Regions from separate parts of the Mus musculus genome. Here region 1 is linked to region 2. Evidence: chromatin contacts called from public Hi-C data. All regions are on one chromosome and are shown on one strand. Each heading gives the region's core, a stretch centred on a gene start, on an enhancer-like site or on the middle of the called end of the contact. The rest is flanking DNA. Distances are from core to core; before and after follow the strand shown.

What was found. A called contact is a pair of places that touch in the nucleus more often than the background predicts.
Region 1: a Hi-C map of the STO cell line shows a contact between it and region 2, with 5 times the contacts expected there. The contact joins two enhancer-like sites. A contact is called at or near these places in 1 of 15 datasets of contacts at CTCF or cohesin (the NIH/3T3 cell line), 14 of 484 Hi-C or Micro-C datasets (the C2C12 cell line, the MC3T3-E1 cell line, MC3T3-E1-derived osteoblasts and 7 more) and 6 of 115 datasets of contacts at active chromatin or transcription factors (the NIH/3T3 cell line, a colorectal cancer cell line, fibro-adipogenic progenitors and 3 more).

What each region holds. Positions count from the first base shown.
Region 1 is chr2:46,448,328-46,452,423 of GRCm38.p6, reverse strand. No RefSeq gene overlaps it. Among named protein-coding and RNA genes, the nearest start is that of Gm13470, 7.5 kb to the right of the region's middle. Within about 2 kb of position 1,508, at least 3 of the 459 cell types and tissues checked have an H3K27ac peak or open chromatin away from gene starts, as enhancers often do. A contact at or near this core is called in the STO cell line, where this site is marked.
Region 2 is chr2:45,592,453-45,596,874 of GRCm38.p6, reverse strand. No RefSeq gene overlaps it. Among named protein-coding and RNA genes, the nearest start is that of Gm30848, 22 kb to the right of the region's middle. Within about 2 kb of position 2,889, at least 29 of the 459 cell types and tissues checked have an H3K27ac peak or open chromatin away from gene starts, as enhancers often do. A contact at or near this core is called in the STO cell line, where this site is marked.

The sequences.
Region 1 (4,096 bases), core at 259-2,758, 860 kb before region 2:
TCAAAACCTGTGATGGGTTGAACTCAATTTTCTCTTCTAGCCACAGATAAGTTGGTGGCTCTTGTTGCACCTGATAGTTAAATTATTCTGAGATATCAAAGACCTTAGCTTGGGATGCATCCACAGCTGTGGTGATGTAAAGATGAACAGTGTCTTTTTGCTATGGTTTCTGGGCTTCATGTTGTGTCCCAGGCAAGCCACTTCTTCACTCTGCTGCTAGAAATTTAGGAAGTTGCTCAAATTACATCACAATTATTCATAATTTTTTCATATTTGCATTAATTGTACACTTTCTTGAATATTAAATAATCTGTAAGGAGTTTCCATGAATGAGATTTCCCTGTAACTATGACTTGGAAAGAAAAAGTATGAATTAGGAAATTCCAAGATGTCTGGATCCTGGTCAGATGTTAGTGTACAAAAGCGATTAAGTGATCTTCAGGTATGATTTCTCTTATTCAGATCTGTAGATAGTATGAGTTGTTACAAATCACTGCATTTTTGATATGCACACAAAAACACAAACCTCTGGAGAGATGAAAGTATAGGTTGGCAAGGTATAATTAGAATGGTATAGTGGCAGGAGTTTGAGTGTTCGTTTCTGTGTGGGCATATTTGTTCTCTGGGGATTACAGGTACAACAATAGTGCCAGCAACAATAACCTAGTGTATAACTCAGAAATGAAAATTCCATCATTTTTAAGACTTGTTTTTTAAACTGGACTGATAAAATTGAGTAATTAAATTTCATCTAAATTCAACAGACTGACATATGGTACAGAAGTAGGCTGTATATAATGGCAAGTATGTCTCAAAAACAAATACTATATATTATTGAAATAATTATTTATACTTTCTTTCATTGGGAAACCATCACTTGCTCAAGCAGGAATTTCTGTATGGAGAGGAAAACCCTATTGAACTATTCATACTGCTATACTTTAAAATGATTTTTCAACTGTTCAGTTTAAAGAACCTATTTAATTCTGCCAAGAAAACTAGGTAGACAAGTTTGCAATATTTTGTGCTAATCCCCCTACAAGTGACTTTTTTGTGTGGCAAATATTTGTTCTAGCAGACTTTACGACAGTATGAGAGTATGTCAATCTGGTGTCTTAACCTTTGAATATAACCTTGTGTCTTTGAGGAGACAAGAATCACTGAGTTTTGAGTTTTCAACTTCATTGGACTAGGGTGCCTGAGAGAGGAATCAGCAAAGGAAATTATATGCAACTCTACTTTCTTGGCTCTTTCCTTTATGGATATGAGGGACCTAAAAAGTAAAGGGTGGTCAGAAAGAACAAACACATTTATTAGAGCAGTTAGAGCGACTGTTTTGATATTTGCCAAGTTCCCTCTCAGTAACATGTTTGGCAGCTACCAAATGACATGGCCTGCCCAGAGTTGATTTTGACGAAGCCTCTGGGATGTGTTAAAAAGTAAACCAGGGCAAATCGCATACTGGAAAGCATAACTCAATCAAAGAAAAATGTATGATTAAGGGTGACATTGGCAAGGAAAGCTTTGCCAAAGCTCAGGGTAAATATTTGTATCAGTGCGAGGAGAAAGCTTCGTGATGCTGATGTCGACCAGCTGGAATTTTCATTGTTTATAAACTTTTGTTGTTAGAGTTGAATTCTGGCAGAAAAGGTACAAAAAAAGAGCAGTTTCCCAGCATGCAAGTTTGAACTGTGATAAGGCAGCTGACCATAAAAGACAACCAAGATGCAAACTGCAGTACTTTTCTTTCCCAGAGTCCGTTGGCCAAGAAAAATTCTCTTGCTCAAAATTTATTTTGACAAAATTCATCAGGATTAGCAAAAACAGGGAAAAAAGGCCTCATTTCCCTTAGTTACATGATCAGAAAATAGGAAGGAATTGGGAACAGATTTTTGTTCACTTTTTCCTACAAAAGAATATTCCCAAATGATTCAGATATGTGAATGATAGAAAAAAATAATTTGGGATTAAGCCTAATTTTTTGAATAGTGTATGTTAACTTGTTAGGGTATTTATTTGTTTACTCATTATGTATACACTCTGTGGCACATTTTAGACTGAATACTTTAGCAAATGAAGCACTTGGGTTAACTCACCAACTAAGTTTCTTCCTGGTAAGAAGAAAAATCAGTGATTTCTCCCTCAGCTCATTTGTTGCATTTTTCAGAAGACCAGAGTTTAGCCAACATTATTAATCTGGCTACATGGCTACATGTCAAAAAAAACACAGGATTGTATGAAAATCCACAATAGTTTCAAATGCATGCCTTTAATGCAGAGGAAGGAAGGTTTTCAGAAACTGATTCCTGGTCTGAATCATTCTCTGTGAAAATAAGCATGAAGATGTTACTCACATTTGCAGAGGAAGATGCACCAAGATGTCCTGTTTCCAAACACAAAGTCCTGTCTGATACTTCATCTCAGCATGTATATTCAGACAAGAGCTCCTTGCTTCTGCTTCAAGGTAACATGGATGCTACATTCTGATTCACTTACAGTGAGACCTATGTAAAGTATTTCTCTGAGCAGAAAATAAAAATAACTCCAAATTCTTATCTAAATATCATGTCTTAAGATATATATGTTTTAAATACCATTGTACCTGCTTGGCCAAAGACAGTACATTGTGAATTATGTTATATTATTGTGTGTATGTAGTATTGCAGTTCTTGAAGACCTCCTGGTGGCCCACCAAAACCTACAGTGAATAGAGGCCTGGTTCTGCTGGTTCAAGACCAAGACAAGTTGTGAACATAACACATTACCCAAATAAACTAACGATGTATAGAACGGAACACCTGATGCTGGACTTAAGAAGTCTTCTATTCTAATTCTTGGGCCTTATTGACCCGAATTCCTAGCTAACTCTAATTTAGCATGGTTCTGTAATAGTGGGTTTTACCAAGTAGAGAGGGAGCTGAACTTGAAAAGTCTGGTTATGAGTTTTTAGCTCATACATCCAGCCCTTAGTGTGGTGTGTCCAGGTTACAATGGCAGAAGAGAGTGATCTTCCCTGTGTGGCCCTGTCTCAGGCCCTGAACTGTTGGAACATTTTAGGAAACCAAGAAACAACCAAGGAGTTCTGCCGGGATTTGCACATATGTGTTCTACTGCTGTATAGTCTCAGAATTGGAATACAAAGGAATGGATGAAATTAGAGATCTTACCAGGTGGGAGCACTGATATTCATATAGGTACACATATGAGTATTTATCATATTCAATTGCACAAAGACATAAGAGCAGTCATCTTTTCACTATACCCTCCTGTATTTTTCTTACTACCTCTCAATGACAGGATGGTCTCAAGGTCATTCTCTTCTGTGAATTGGGACTTCTCTGGCATTATATTTTAATTAAATGGCCAGACTATTAATGGATGAAAATAAGTCTCTGCAAATGCTGAGCTAACCATTTTTTTCATACATAATATGGCCCTAACAACATGTTAACAGCCATCCATGAGAGATTGACATGGTCATTTTTGCAAATGAAGCCCTGGTGAATATTGGAGTTAAAGACTCCTGGGATCCCATGAAGGGACTGAGGTGTCAGGTCTCATTGCTGACTTGTGCCTTTGCTTTGTGGTGATAAAAAGGTAACTCTGCCCCTCTGTTGCTAGGACTGTTTTAGAGGTTAAACAAGGGAAATTATTAGTTATGTATTTCAGAAATACTAACATGATTGTAGTATGTTTTTAAATGAGAGGTTCAGAGAAACAAACAAAAGCTATCCTTTCCTCAAACGTCATGTACTTCCCCTTATCTTATGAACTTCTCTTTACAGAGACTTTCTACCTTTCTTTAGGGAGTACTTTTCTAACTTTCTTTTTATTTGCGTGACTATAAAAGGTAATTTGTTTAGACAATATCTAGATGTGGCCTAGTCATGTGGTATTGTTCCAAATTAAGAATATCAAACTCATTTATTAAGCATTCCAGATAGAAAAGAAAAAATTGTCTTTGTAGAAGGAAGCATAAAGTGAACACACGAAATTCCTGGAAGAAACTCACTAGAACTGAATATCATTCGCCACTCATATTTCTCTCCTTGACTCAGCCATTGTTTGAAGAGAGGACTGTGAAGCTTTGCTCCCA
Region 2 (4,422 bases), core at 1,640-4,139:
TGGCCTCTGGTGGTAGCCTGCCCCACTGGCTTAATATATGGACCTTGGACAGCAACACAGCGTGGGGTGGCAGCAAACACCGGAAGGATCCCTGGCTATACCAAGGACCACAGATATTATCATGGTCTCCGGGGCAACATTGACAGTGTGTGTCTTTCCAGGAAGTCCAATCGAGAAAATGAATCATTCTTCATCTCAGACATCTTGTCATTGTTCAAAGTAGAGGGATTGTGCGCCTGGGCAGTATGCTTGACAGCACAACCTGCACTAGCTCCGGTCTCTACATGCCACACCGCCCCCCCCCCCCACTCCCTACTCAGCAATAGTATGTTCCCCTGTGCACCACGGGCTTCCCCACCTGTCATTGCCATTGCACCTCCAGTTCCACCACTCTGCCCTGCATATAAGCCACTGTTTCCCAAAGTGGCATTTCAAACTGCAGTATGTCACACAGTACGTTCTTTGCCCAAACGGCTATATAAGCAAATGCTCATTGCAAGGAGTCAGGGGTCTGGTTCAGGGTTCCGAGTTTCTGAAGGACCATAAATACTGAATCATCACTGAGACTTGATGTGGATATCCTGCCGTTGTCCAGAGTCAGGGTGATCTTGAGGCCGATGTGAGGAAGGCGGGATCCTAGGGAGCTCTAGTCTGCTACATACCACCCCACGCCTGATGCAGGACACCCTGAGGTTCATTCCTTAGACAGGGCCGTTGTGCTTCCAAACTGGGGGGCAGTCCAACTGCCCTCTACTCTCCCCCCAGCAGGGCACACAGCAGATGCTGTTCCTTGCTGCAGGCTGGCCCTGTTAAATAATGCCATGTTCTTTGTTACAGCCTCACTTTTTCTTATCACTACCCTCATGTGTCATCATTCTCCCCCACGGGCAGGGCTCTGCTATGATGACATCCTTCATTCCAATTTCGGGAATCAACTTTTTAAAGGCATCCTCCTATAGGACCTGCCTATTTTAGGTTGTTCCAGGGATACAGTTGGTCGTGCAGACTCCTCATCTCTCTGGGCATGGCATAGTTCCTCCACTATTTTCTTCCTTGTTTTCTTCCTTGTTTTCTTTCTTTCTTTCTTTCTTTCTTTCTTTCTTTCTTTCTTTCTTTCTTTCTTTCTTTCTTTCTTTCTTTCTTTTCTTCTTTCTTTCTGTCTGTCTGTCTGTCTTTCTTTCTTTCTTCCCATCTTTCTCTTCTTCCTTCCTTCCTTCCTTCCTTCCTTCCTTCCTTCCTTCCTTCCTTCCTTCCTTCCTTCCTTCCTTCCTTCCTTTCTTCCTTCCTTCATTTTTTTAATAAAGGATCTCTTGGCTTGTAACTCCCTGGGTAGTCCAGGATTACCTGGATAGCAAGCTCCCAGGAACTGCCTATCTGTGACTCCACTATAATGACCTTACAGGTGCATGCCACCACATCTGGATTTTTTTTTACATGTGTTCTGGGGATCAAAGTAAGTCCCTTATGTTTGTTTTTCGAAGATTTTATTAGCTGGGCTATCTTCTAAGCCCAGTGAAGGTTATTTTTAACAACACATCTATTTTAAAAAGAAAGGCATCATTTGAAGTGACAGAAAAAATAAATGTATCAAAGATTAAGTCTATCACTAATCATCTCTGTCTTTATTCCAGGCAACAATGCCCTGCTTATAACAGTAGTAAATAATGGTGGATATATTACTCTTCAGGAAGAGGAGCCAAATTTGCCCTAAAACAACAAAATGTGTGTGTGTGTGTGTGTGTGTGTGTGTGTGTGTGTGTGTGTACGAATGTATGTGTGCACATTTGTGTGTATATGTGTATATAGGTTTTGTGGGTATATGTAAAATGGATGTGTGTATATAAATTGAACTTGGTTTACTTAAAATTTTGCCTTCCATTAAATGCATCCTCTCTGAGAACTGTGAATATTTTGTATGGAAACAAACTTATTTACCTATTGCTGGAATGATATTGTACGTTTGTTTAGCTGATAATTTATAGAGTCACGGACAAGCCCAGTCACAAGCTCTGTTTCACAATGGCAACTCCACCCCCCTCTTTTACTCCCTTCCTTTCTTTATTGCTATATTGTCTATCTGTCTTTTTCTCTCTCTTTTTCTCTCCATATATCCCTCTCCATTTCTCTTTCCTTTCCATTCTTCCTCTCTTCCTTCATTTCCCTATTCCTCCTTCCTTCCCCCTCCATACCTATCAAATTCTTCTTGATAGGCCAAACACTAAATGCATTAAAACATGGCATGTGCATGCTCCCTGTCTGTGCTATAATGTCTTTTTTTCCATATTCAGATACTCTATTTTACTTAATCCCTGGCACATAACTGATACTCACTATATGTTCATGAAAAAAAAATGAAGGCCTGAATATTTTGGAAAATACTGCTCCTAGGAGAGACTGTAACCTCAGGGGAAGTGGCTCTTTTCGGTCGTCATATCTCTCTGCCAACACAATTCTTGGAAGCATAGAAGATGTACTTGGTGAATCACTGTATCCAAGAAAACCAGACAGTTCAGAGGTTGCCCTATGATGATGCTCTAAGCACAGGACCTCTGTGGTCCTTGCTTTTCTTAAAGATAAAATGCATATTTTTTTTAAATTGGAAAATCTCTCAGGCCCATCCCACTCTGGCATTCTCTATGTGAAGCAATCTCATCTTTTAACTTTTCTTTCTGCACACATGAAATATTCCATAACAGAATGTTTTATTTGGCAATCCAAGATACTTCTCTCAAAGAGCACCTGGAAGGTCTACTCGTAACTCCATCTTAATCACCACCACCAGGAACTGGAACAATATCCTTCAGTTCCCCACACCTCTTTCCTCTGCTAGATTCTTCTTCACTTCCCACCTTCTACCACAATACAGCCTTGCCTTGCACAACACTAAAGCCCAGGAATTCCACCCACACAGCAGTGCAAAAACCTGAGCCAGAAGAGCTGTATTAGGTCATGCAGACCGCACCCATTTCGTGGCAGAAATGAGTTCTTTCTGACATTTCAGCTCCAGCATGCAGCCCTGTAGCACCAGTTTTTGTGTATGTTTAGAGTAATAGTTTATAAGAGTTTTGGGATTCGTCAAGAATTAAAGTTACATACAAACTTACATTGCTATTTTGTTTATTATTAAGGTGTGTGTGGGTTTTTTTTTTCTTTAAATCTTCTTGGGAATCATTGCAAGAACATTTCTCAATTAGAGAATTGGGGCCATAGCCTTTAGACCTGATTTCTACTAAAATTGATACTCAGCTTTGCCAAACCTGGCTGAGTAATTTCCTGCAAATGGACAGTAGAAAACAAAATTGTATAAACAATTGTAATATTATCTAATATACTATGTTCACTCTAATGATATGTTTGCTTATACAACTTAATGTTGTGCCAAGAAACACACCTGAATAAAAACAAATATTAAATACCTTTGGAATTTGTGCTAACCAGTTTTATATCAACCTGATCCAAGCTATAAAGGAGTGAACCTCAATTGAGAAAATACTTCCAAAAGATCCAAGGCAAACCTATAGGTTGATGTGGCAGGACTCAGCCCATTGTGAGTAGTGCAACCCCTGGGTTGGTAGTCCTGGGTGTTATAATAAAGTAGGCTGAGTAAGCTATGGGGAACAAGTCAGCAAGCAGTACTCCTCTATGGCCTCATAGAGGAATCAGCTCCTGCCATCAAGCTCCTGTTTCAGTGTCTGTCCTGCCCTTACTTCTCCTGATAATGAGCAGTGATATGAGAATATAGAAAAATAAACTCTTTCTCCCAAGCTGCTTTTGGTCAAGGTGTTTCATTATGTAAATATAAACCCTAATTAATACAAAATTCCACCCAAATACTCGGGGAACATTGAGCCATTCCTTTAGTAAAAAAGACAATGTCGTTTTTTCTCTCTGTTAATATGGAGCACAGAGCGAGAAGCGTAACCCTAACTCTGTCCATGCCTCTATGGCTTTCTTCTCTTAAAACATTGAAGGCAATAGCTTGGGATCTTTTTTCAAGCACGCAAACAAAATTAATAATATTACACTCATTTTACAGGGTCAAAACTTTTATTATTGGGAAATAGAACCTGTGGTCATTGTTATCATAGAGTCTGGGAATGTCAGGCTTTCTGCTGAACAGTAACTCCTCCTGCTACTCACAAGTCACATTCTTTCAATGAATCACTGGTCAAAGGCCTCAAAAAGAAAAAAAGAAGTTAAAACAAAAAGTAAAATACATTTAAATGTGTAACAACAATACAATATCTAGATTAGTTGTTTATTAGTTGATTATTAGTTCTCTCTTCGCTGCTGTAATTTTTAAAGATTATTTTTATGTTTATGATTTCTCTTTTTACCTACAGATATGTATATATACCACATGCTTGCCTGATACCTGCAGAGGCCAGAAGAAGGCATCATATTTTCTAGAACCTGAGATAC